2 separate regions of the Zea mays genome follow, and region 2 is linked to region 1. The links are chromatin contacts, called in public Hi-C maps. All regions are on one chromosome and are shown on one strand. The core of a region is the stretch at or near the end of the contact, and the rest is flanking DNA. Distances in the headings are between cores, read along the strand shown. Region 1 holds the start of LOC103504713 (peroxisomal 2,4-dienoyl-CoA reductase-like). Region 2 holds the start of LOC100216637.

Region 1 (5,315 bases), core at 1,754-4,253:
GCCGGCTGCTCGTACGTACACGTCGGCCGCGGGGTATATACGTGGCTGATCGTGGAGCCACAGTAACGGTCGTGGCGGCGTACGTGACGTGACCGCGGCTGCGCTGGATTATTGGATTAGACACCGAGAACGGACTTTCGGTTTTGGGGTTCAGTTTGGGGTTGGATTGCTTTTGGTTCTGGATTTGAAATAACGATGTTAGTTCCAAATTCAACTGGTACATTGTCCGTACTGATATGGTTTTATACTTGTATAAAATATAAAACCACGGCCGAAATTCGGTTATTTGCCGAGTGTTTTTTTATCGGGCACGTTCGACAAAGAATTCTTTGCCGAGTGCCGCATTCGGTAAAGTCCTGCACTCGGTAAACCATGACGTTTGCCGAGAGCAGAACTCTCGGCACAGGAATACACTCGGCAAAGGCTTCTTTGCCGAGGGCCAAACACTCGGCGAATTGCGGCTCTCGGCAAACGACCATCAACCGACATTTAAAGCTGACGGCCATTATCTTTGCCGAGAGTCGTGTGTGCTGGCATTCGGCAAAGAATATATTTTTTTGTCAAGTACCCTCCGTTAGACACTCGACAGAGCAAGCTATGCCGAGTGTCATTTCTAGACACTCGGTAAAGTATATTTTTATATTTTTTATTTTGCCAAACACATTTTTTGTGGTATGTTCCTACACTATGTAGATCTGTATGTACTGTTCGTCGAGCCCTCTTTACCGAGTACCACACTCGGCAAAGACTTTGTCGAGTGTTTTTTAGAGTTTACCGAGTGCTTCAGGCACTCGACAAAGCACATGATTCCGGTAGTGAACATAACAACATGTGCATTAACTTGTGGTCGTGGAGAGGTTATTTGGCTCCTAATTCGGTACATAATGCACACAATTCCGTCATGAGTTAGCTACCACAGAGCTAGACATGAGATACTTTTTTTATTTTGTAAAGTTGAATACTCAATAAATATGTCACGACACTCGATTAAAGTATGATAAATTTCACACATATCACTTATATGGTCCATTATATTAACTTTTGAATACTTGAAAAAAAACAGTACATACAAAAATCATCGCAAGTGTAATAATAGAGACATTTTTCAACAAAATCTCAATTTTGTGAAGCTAGAGCAGGGTTTTACAAGTCAAACACATCAAAAAAAAAAGTAAACTGTGGAGTAGAGTTGCTCGTCTATGATATTTGGTGAAGCAGGGCTGAAATTGATGAAACCTTTACTTTCATAATCTTAAACTCAACTAGAAACGGAAAGAAATTTTTCTATCTTCGTCCTATGCGGCCTGCCTGATCGGATAAGAATTCCGTTGCGGTGTGCATGCGGCGACGTGGACCGGCCAGATCAGACTCCCGTCGCCATCGCAGTCGCGTTCGCCGTCCGGGCTGCTAGTTACAAATTACAATAGTGAATTGCTAGTCAGCATGTGCATGTCTACCTTCTCTCTAGGCAAGGAGGATGGCGCCACAAGCGAGGACTCTTGACCCTTAACACCCGCTCTGATCCAAATTACAAATCATTTTTTTCTAAAAAAATATCTAGATTTATATAATACTAGTTAGATATATGTGCATTGCTACGTCTTTTATATATCACATGGGAAGATTTTATTTTAATAAAATATAAAAATGTGTATTCTATTGGTATGGATGGGTGTGGATTTAGTATCCAACAACCAAGAGTTAAATACCCACTTATGTATAATTTTACCTTATTTTGTATAAAATGGAAAGGATGACATACGGCGACTATGATACCGTGTAAACTAGAAAAAACTAGTACTTTATATAGTAGAGATATAATAATATTGTTAGTTTCTTTATTAATTATATTTTTATAGTATACTTATTTGGTATTATAATGGTTTTATATTTTTACAATTTTATTTTTAGAAATTAGAACCAAGATTATAACTAGACGTAAAATTAAATCTTAATTCCTTAGTGGACTATAACTAGAACATGTCATTCATAATCTAAAACTTCTGTATTGTCTGGAACTACAATTCTATGTCCAAACAATAGATTTAAATTATAACTCATTTTTAATATTAGTTATATAGATATTAGATATCGACGTCCAAGCACGTCTTTCTTCCCTTCAACTATTTTGCACTGTAGAATATAGATAGGACTTAGAGATAAATCATAAAATAGATAAATTTGCACTGTAGAATATAGATAGGACTTAGAGATAAATCATAAAATAGATAAATTCCTGGATACAGATTTACGGCCGTACATCAGTGCGCGCACGGATCCAAATCTACAATCAAAACATAGAGAGTAGGGTTGGGCCGGTTTCTTCCCACAGCCCACTCCTTGAACTGGGCCGGAAAGGCGGAAATCCTGTTCGTCATTACAGTCGTACCGCACCCTACCTACTGACTGGGCCTGCGGATTCATATCAGGTCGTGATGAATTGATCACTCAATCAATAAACGTACAGTTTCCATTTAAAAAAAACGTACAGTTACAACTTACAAACACGCTTCATTACGTCTCCAAGACTATCAAATATTCCGTCTATTGTAATTACCAATTTATTTTAATTTTGTGCTATACCAAATTTCATTAGCTTTGATGCAATGCAATTTATAGAGGAATACATAAGCATCTAATTGATTCATTTTTCCATAAAATATAATATCTTTGGACTGTGCTTATATTTGAACTAATACTCTCCCTGCCCCACCCCAAAACATCTAAAAAAAGTTGTCGCTGATTAATTACATTTACCCATATTTATAAAAGAAAAGGTGATAATATTTGTATCTTTAATTTTATTACAAAAAACATAAAAATATATTCCGTAATTTATGTACCAAATTATGCATCTTAAATATTAACATTTTCTTTATATATAGATTCAGTTAAAAATTGAAAATGTTTAACTTCGACGAAAGGTAAGAATGACGTTTTCCGCAGAAAACAATTTGGTCCACTCGTAGGCTTTCTTTCCTTGAATGACTCATGTGTGTCAAAGACAAGGCCACGCAAACTAGCAACCGGTGCCACGCAAACTGCCAACTGCCATCTTCTTCCCCAGCCGCTGTGCCCGTCCCCCTGCCACCAAGGTCCAAGGTCTCCGGAGCGCGACCTGGCTGCAACGCAGGCAATGGAGTCGCCGTTCCGCGCGGACCTGCTGAGGGGGAAGGCGGCGCTGGTCACGGGCGGGGGCTCCGGCATCGGCTTCGAGATCGCCGCGCAGCTCGCGCGCCACGGCGCGCACGTCGCACTCATGGGCCGCCGCCGCGAGGTCCTCGACAAGGCCGTCGCCGCGCTCCGGTCCGAGGGCCTCAGGGTGCGCACGTATCCCCCTAGACTCCCTCCCGCTCTACCTACCACTGCCGTGCTTGTGTTCCTGGGCTCTCGTGGTCGGTTTTGGGGCTTGGGTGGGGGAATTTTGCTTTTCTGCTGCTAAGTAGTGGCAGTAGTAGGTTCGATTGGTCGTTGTTGACGCCTTTTTTGAGGCGTCAATCACTCAAAAGAACCAGCGGCGGTGCTCTCTGGTGAGGCGCGGACGGTCCGCGGCGCAGAGCCGGACGGTCCGCGGCCTGGCGCGAGGCGGCGGTGCTCTCTGGTCAGGCGCGGACGGTCCGCGGCACAGGGCCGGACGGTCCGCGACCTGGTGCAGGAACTCGGGTTCACTGCCTGACGGCCGGACGGTCCGCGCCCTAGGGCCGGACGGTCCGCGACCTGGCGACAGGGTCGTCTTCCTCCTTCTTGCTGGAATCTAGATCTCGTCCCCTAGGGGAAAAGATCTTAAGGTGCTCCGGGTCGACAGGTCACCCGGGGTGTCCCCAGACGACGTGGAGTCGCCTAGGAATTAAGAGATCAATTCGAGAAAGATGTCTTGGATGAACAACTAGATCTTGCCCCTGGGAGGGGTGAGATCCTAGGGTCGTCTTGGATCGGCAGGCCACCCAAGACGGATCTAGACGACGTAGAGTCGAATAAGGGTGGAAGTGGATATGTGGAAGACTACAACTAGAACTATGCTACATCTACTCCTAGGGCAGAAAAGGTAAATAAGGTAATTGGTTCGATTGAATGTGTTGTGTTCGGGGGTTCTCAATCGGCCGTACCCCTTTATATTTATAGGGGAGGAGGTCTGGACCTTTTCCTAAGAGATAGCCAACAAACTCCCACGTGATTAGATGGATAACCACGCACGAGATAAGGATAAATATCCGAGTTAATCTAATCTCGGGACACGCGGACCGTCCGGGCCCAAGGGCCGGACCGTCCGCTCATTTTGGTGCCCAACATATGCCCCCCTGCCTTTTGGTGGAGCTTGGCGAACCAAAAGCATCAGTGAAAACTTCGGAAATAATTGACCTCATGAGCTTTTGTTCCCGATGTAAGGACTCAGCTCGATGCAAGTCATCGGCTCTTGCAATCAGATAATATAAATAATTGATGGAACTTTAATGCACAGAGGCCGTTTCGGATCGCATCCTCTTCGGCCATGTCTACCTGATCAACCTGTCAATAGGCAAAAACTTGTGGTGCCCCTCAGCCCAAATAAGCAAACGGATTGGGCCAGTAATACGAATTCATCGCCGTACCACCCCACACATGAGCAGGACAACACATCGGCGATGGATAGAACGGGACGCACCATGTTATCCCTGGAGGAGGATGACAAGGCGATCTTGGTTGTGCTACCTTTTGGGTCCGTTTAGTCGCCTTTTGCTTTCGCACAGACCGCCCTTTTGACTTCGTCTGCTTTATTGGCCGGTTGTGTGGAACGGCCTTCTTCGTATATTTGGCAAGCAACTGACCAAAAGTAGGGCCGACTCTACTGAGTCGTCCAGACGTCTTAATAGTATTTTGTTTCGTAACACTTGTTTTGGAACCTTGTGGTCCAGTGGTCTGAGGTTGCTGCTTCTGACTGTCTGCGGACTGTCCGACCATTATAGTCGGACCGTCCGCTACTGTCTCGGACTGTTCGGCCTTAGTACCCGGATCGTCTGGCGTACGCAGGACAGGTGACCGTGATCGGGTGTCCGATCGTGCTTGCCCCCCGGTGCCTCCGGTCTTTCTTTTGTCCGGAGTCTTCCGAGTAACCATTATGCGTGACATATTTGGTGTACGGGGATCACCAATGACGATATTTTTATCTTTGCTTTTATCGGCCGCACAGGGCCGAACTATGACTTTTTTGCTTGTCGGCTCTAATGTGGTGGCAGGGACAGGTGGCCTGTCAATCCTCACCTCCTTTTGAAACCTCAACCGGCCTTCGTTTATAGCCGATTGTATTTGCCGACGAAAGACAGCACAATCATTGGTGT
Region 2 (5,246 bases), core at 1,328-3,827, 240 kb after region 1:
ATAGTCCATGATTGACTTTGCATCCGCCCAGAAGACATTAGCTGCTTTGTCATTTTCATCCACTTGAATGGCATAGTAAAACGATGGATTGTCACTCTTCATTCTCCGAAAATAATCCATCAGAGTTCTGAGATCCCCTGGTTTCATATCTTTTGTAGACTTGGACCGGAGATAATTCTTGTACCCTGGAGGGATGTTACTAGCATTTTGGCTCCCAAGTCGAACTTTGGTCAACATCCTTTGTGATTTCAGCATCTCAATATCAAATGGTGCAGCAAGCTGGTGATTATGATCCTCCACAAATTCTGTTACACGATATTTACCACCACGTGCCACCTTAATTGCTATCCGTGCGGGGCAACCCACCCTTGTCTCTGAGCGAGGTTTCTTGGTGTCATTCTTTGAGCGAAATCCCTCCCTGGAACAGACATAGACCCTTGACCTGTTGGAATTTTTAGCAGTTTTCTCCCACCATCCTTTTCGAACACTAAATCCCATGTTTCCTGCATAACTAACATAATACTCATATGCTTTTTCTTCACTCTCAAAGACCATACCAACTATGGGTACTCCTCCAGCATTTGAGACGACTTCTGGTGGCAATTCTGGCTCTTCTTCTGCCTTTTCTTCTAGCTTATCTGTAATCTGGGAAAAAACAAAAACTCTTATACAAGAGAATTGTAAGTGTGGTTAACTAAAAGTACAAGCCCAGTGTCGGAGTCTCCCACGTGAGTGAGGTCTGAGGAATAAACCAAGACAAGCATTTCCCCTGCAAATGTGGAGAGGCTGCTTTGAACCGGTGACCAAATGACTCACACTAATCTCCTCTTCTGATAGTCAACACTAGTCTCCACTTCAGCATTCATAAGCAGCGTACAAAATACTCCAGATAGTCAACACTAGTCTCCACTTCAACACTAGTCAACACTAATTTTCTTATTTGGGTCGCTTGTCGTTGCCGCTCACCAAAATACTCCAGCATTCGTCACACTCGCTAAATTGCCTTGCTTAAGCAGCGTACAATAGATAAAATGCCCCATCACTGTTGCTAACATGCTCTCTGTGGACTCAATAATTTAAATTACTGTTTTTACCCTCTGCGTGCATTACAGGTTCGTTTTGTGTTGAGCTCTCAACGTCCGTTTCCATTTCATTTCACAGCTATAGATTTTTTTTCTGTCTCTCTTGGTATCCACAACGGCAGATTTTTTGTGCCAGCCATAACAAATGTTGTCTAGTAAAACCACAAACCAATGACAACACAGACCCGTCCAAACCCATGGCAGCTCGAGCTTTAATTATTTTTGTAAACAGATATATAGCTGAATAAAGCTGCAATTTTTAGCTTTAAATGTGATCTGTGGTTAATTTTTTGGTTGAGACGTCGGGCTAGGACAGTGGACGGGGTCGGGCTTGGGCAGTGGACAGGATGAGGCCGATCGGCGTTGATGCGGCTGGGCGGCGAGGTTAGCGAACAGGCATTGATGCGACTGAAGGCGGTGATGTGAACGGGTGCATACAGAAACAGATGCGTCAAGAACCTGTAATACATGTAGAGGGTAAAAAGCGGTATTTTAAATTATTGAGTCCACAAAGAACATGTTAGTAACAGTGCTGGGGCATTTTATCTATTGTACGCTGCTTAAGCAAGGTAATTTAGCGAGTGCAACGAATGCCGGGATATTTTGGTGAGCGGCAACGACAAGCGACCCAAATAAGCAAATTTCCCCATATCTACTACCCAATATGCGGTCGATGTAGCTTGGATACAAGTAAACGAGCCAAAATAACATTTCTGACACAAGATTGCTTTGCTAATGCAATTTTCTCTATTGATGACATGGCAAAATTTAGATAAAACTGGCCCAACTTCTTTTAGTATTTAAAAAACATTAGCCTATTTGTAATGTGCAATAGCAAGTGGTTTCCATTCCTGAGGAACCGGATATCCCGGACTGTATACCTGGGCGTCATCCTTGCCGAGGAACTTCCCTCCAGCACCCCTCCGCCGCCTGACTGCCAGAGCCTGCCTCGATGGGACCTGCAAGCAGCAGGAGCCGCACAAGCAACCGCCAAAGAAACTTGTCAGCTTTAGCGCCCTCTGCAATCCAATCACACAGCTAAACTAAGCTCTCATCAAACAAATCGCACCTTACTGGCCGCGCGGTTGACGATCTGGCGACCGCTCCGCTTCTGCATGTAGCGGAGGATGATATCCCGGCGCTCCTCATGCGTGTAGCGGGAGACGCGGATGCCCAGCTCCCGGAGCAGCCGAGACGGGTGGGACGAGGACGGCCCCGCCTTGGACCCGTCAGTTTCGGCGGCCGCCGCATCCCTTTCCTTGTCCCCGGCCTTGGGCTGGTTCTTAGGAGCGGAACGGCGCTTCCTGGAACTGGAGAGGTCTAGGTAGGTGCGCACGATGTGGGAGATGCGGGATGTTGAGATGCGACGCTGGGCTGGTCCTTGCAATGGGGTTGGTACTGGTTCGCCGGCAGGGGCAGGGTCGCCGGCGGTGGATGGGGTGGCCATGGTGGTGGACCAGTGCTGGGATAGGGAAGACGAAACCTGAGGGATAAGCGGAAAGATGTGTGCATGACATGTGGGTCTACTAAATCAGTCCTTAAGGGGAAATTACGTGGGACCCATCTGCCAGCGAGAGTTTCGTGTTGGAACTTTTCTGTCTTCTCTATTTCTTGCTTTTCATTTTTTTCTTCTGTAGTTTATATCAAAATTCACAGCCTTGGAAGAAAAAGCTCAATAAAAAATCACAATCACAGTTTATCGAACATCTCAATACAACGAATGCACCGTGATCATATATCCATTCCGTGTACCCTTGGCAGTTAGAAGAACGGCAAAGGGCAGTTTTATACAGCTTTCTACAAAGGGAACTAGGGAAGGCACCTTAATAGCTCAAGAGATCTGCATCCGGATTTACAGCAGAAAGACAAGCAGGAAGCCTTGAATTTCAGGGAATGAGTGAATGTATGCTATGCGATTTCCGCTTTTAAGTCACAGCTCCAAATTATTGAGAAGGAACACCTCGAATTAAGGTGGCCTATATACATATCTCTACAATGTGATCTTGAGAACCTACGGAAGGGCATCGTTTATTCCAACAGAATCTACCCTGCAAACAACGGCATGAAGCAAACATGATTAGCTGAGTAAAATATTATATCCCTTATTCCATAATCATGAGAGACATAGGAATGAAACGAACCTGCTTGATTTTGAGAGAAAATACTACTTCTGACAAATTTTCATGATTAGTTTCGGTTAAGCATATTCTGGAAAGAAATGTACAGATCATTGTGTTCTGTTCCAAAAATCTCTTCTGCTTTTGACAGGGTGTCCTGCAAACATTAGTTAAGTAAAAAATAATCACATTGTCATGTTTTCCAAATTTCTGTCGTAACCATGAAAGCAATGGTAGATTACAGTACCTCCCGTGATTGTTTCTGAGCATTGAACTCCTTGATATTGGCCAAAAATGCTCCAAATTGCTCATACGAAAGTCTTGTCCTGAGAGTTGTAGGCACAAACGTTAGGGGAGAAACAAACTAATAATTGCTGCATAAGGTGGCCAGATTAGCAACCAACCGTGCTTGTCGGAAGAATTCCTTCCCATCTATACGTGGTCGCCCTGGAAACAGGAAAGAGTCAGTGTATGTGTCTTTAGCAAGCTCCAGTATGTGTCACATTCACTGCCCCAAACCTGTGAATGAGCGGCGTTGGGGAGGAGAGGTAGGTGCTGAATACTGATGACTTGATGATCCTTGCCATGATGAAAATGCCAATTGGCCCTCAGATCGAGCTTTTGCAGGTGAAGTCGGACCAGATAAGAACTTGGGAGAGGGTGGGCCAGTTGAATAAGCTCGGGGAGAACCACTAGAGGACGAAATCATAGTTGTTGAGCCAGGAGTTAATTTTGGAGGCATATATGGTGTGATCGAGAACTGGTATCCTGTAGAAGTTAAATTATTTTGTATGTAAGTGGCTGAGCTCAAAATACGTTAATATGTGGATCTAGTTTAACTGTTCATTATTCAGTAGTGAGAGTGAATTACCTCCGTCATGGACGGATTCAGTAATTGTAGATCTGCTGGAGGCATCTGAAGAAGTGTTACTGCTCGAAACTTCATCTAGAGTCATTTAATAACAAAAGAAAGTGTGCATCAGGCATGCGGTTTCGACTATTGCTTTGGCAGAAACTGCTGTAAAAACTGTAAGGGTATTAATATTAAACGACACCTTTCCAAAATGGGACTCGAGCTGTCAAATCTTCTGCGTTGTGATCTTGACTGGTTTCAGACAGTTGCTGTGAAAACATGCCAATAAAATCATTTGCTCACACAAAAGTTCCAGCAGAAGAGAAGACTTGAAAGGTAACAATAAATCTTGACTAAGAGTGAACAAAAATATTTGATCAACACAACTCACCAATAGATTATCTTCACTCAATGATTTCATCAATTGTTTCTTAAAAGCCTCCAACTGCACAGAACAAACAATGTCTGGTACAATTTGGGAGTTCATATTGAACAGAAGTAGAGTTTGACAAACTTCATGCTGGTTAGAATTCTTTGCCAGGCTCATGCATGTGACATCATTCAATGAAATAGCAAATAACTAGTTTATGAATCATCAATGACCAGAGTCACAGACAAATTATTATAGTTTCTGGAACACTGTGCCTGAAACTGCAAAGTAAAGTAACTGACATTGGCTTGACAATCTGGTACTAATAACATTGCGTTCAAAATTATTTAATATGGGCGGGCTTCTCTAAACTATCATTAATTAAATTTGTCACAGTTTCAATGTTTGCAGCAAAATTATCTATTTTCCATACAAAATCCTTAACTAAGACTGAAAGATAGAAAAACGCCTGCAGTGGTCACAATTTTGTACCCAGCCAAAGCTGAACCATCTGGTCAAACTAAAAAAATATACTGTGTTGTCCAAATCATCAAGAACAAATCACAAATTGTATTTTTTCCATCATACATAGCAAGTAAGAAATCATAAAATAAAAGACATACTCTCCTGTCTCCACTGCGATGACAACTACGCTACAAACAAGGCTAGACACACGTATCATACAAAGTCACAACAATCAAATGTGTGTTTGTCCCATCTCTACCAAGTGCCCAAAATCATGGTCACTGAAAAGCACGTTTCTGACATACACAAGCAAACAACACTAAAAGAACAGTGTCTGGTCAAAGTCCCCAACAATTCCA

What was found. A called contact is a pair of places that touch in the nucleus more often than the background predicts.
Region 2: a Hi-C map of ear shows a contact between it and region 1, with 1.7 times the contacts expected there. The contact joins the promoter of LOC100216637 here to the promoter of LOC103504713 in region 1. A contact is called at or near these places in 2 of 25 Hi-C or Micro-C datasets (ear and tassel).

Annotation. Positions count from the first base shown.
Region 1 is chr10:144,423,671-144,428,985 of Zm-B73-REFERENCE-NAM-5.0, forward strand. LOC103504713 (peroxisomal 2,4-dienoyl-CoA reductase-like) reads left to right here and starts at 3,004. Exons shown (of 5, transcript NM_001327795.1): 1 at 3,004-3,322. The coding sequence starts at 3,137.
Region 2 is chr10:144,662,678-144,667,923 of Zm-B73-REFERENCE-NAM-5.0, forward strand. It overlaps LOC100216637, which reads right to left and starts at 2,578. Exons shown (of 7, transcript NM_001360068.1): 1 at 2,152-2,578; 2 at 1,964-2,041; 3 at 1-645. The coding sequence starts at 2,529. LOC103642055 reads right to left here. Exons shown (of 10, transcript NM_001360069.1): 3 at 4,444-4,497; 4 at 4,255-4,321; 5 at 4,071-4,145; 6 at 3,719-3,967; 7 at 3,604-3,646; 8 at 3,447-3,525; 9 at 3,224-3,356; 10 at 2,798-3,130. The coding sequence ends at 3,270.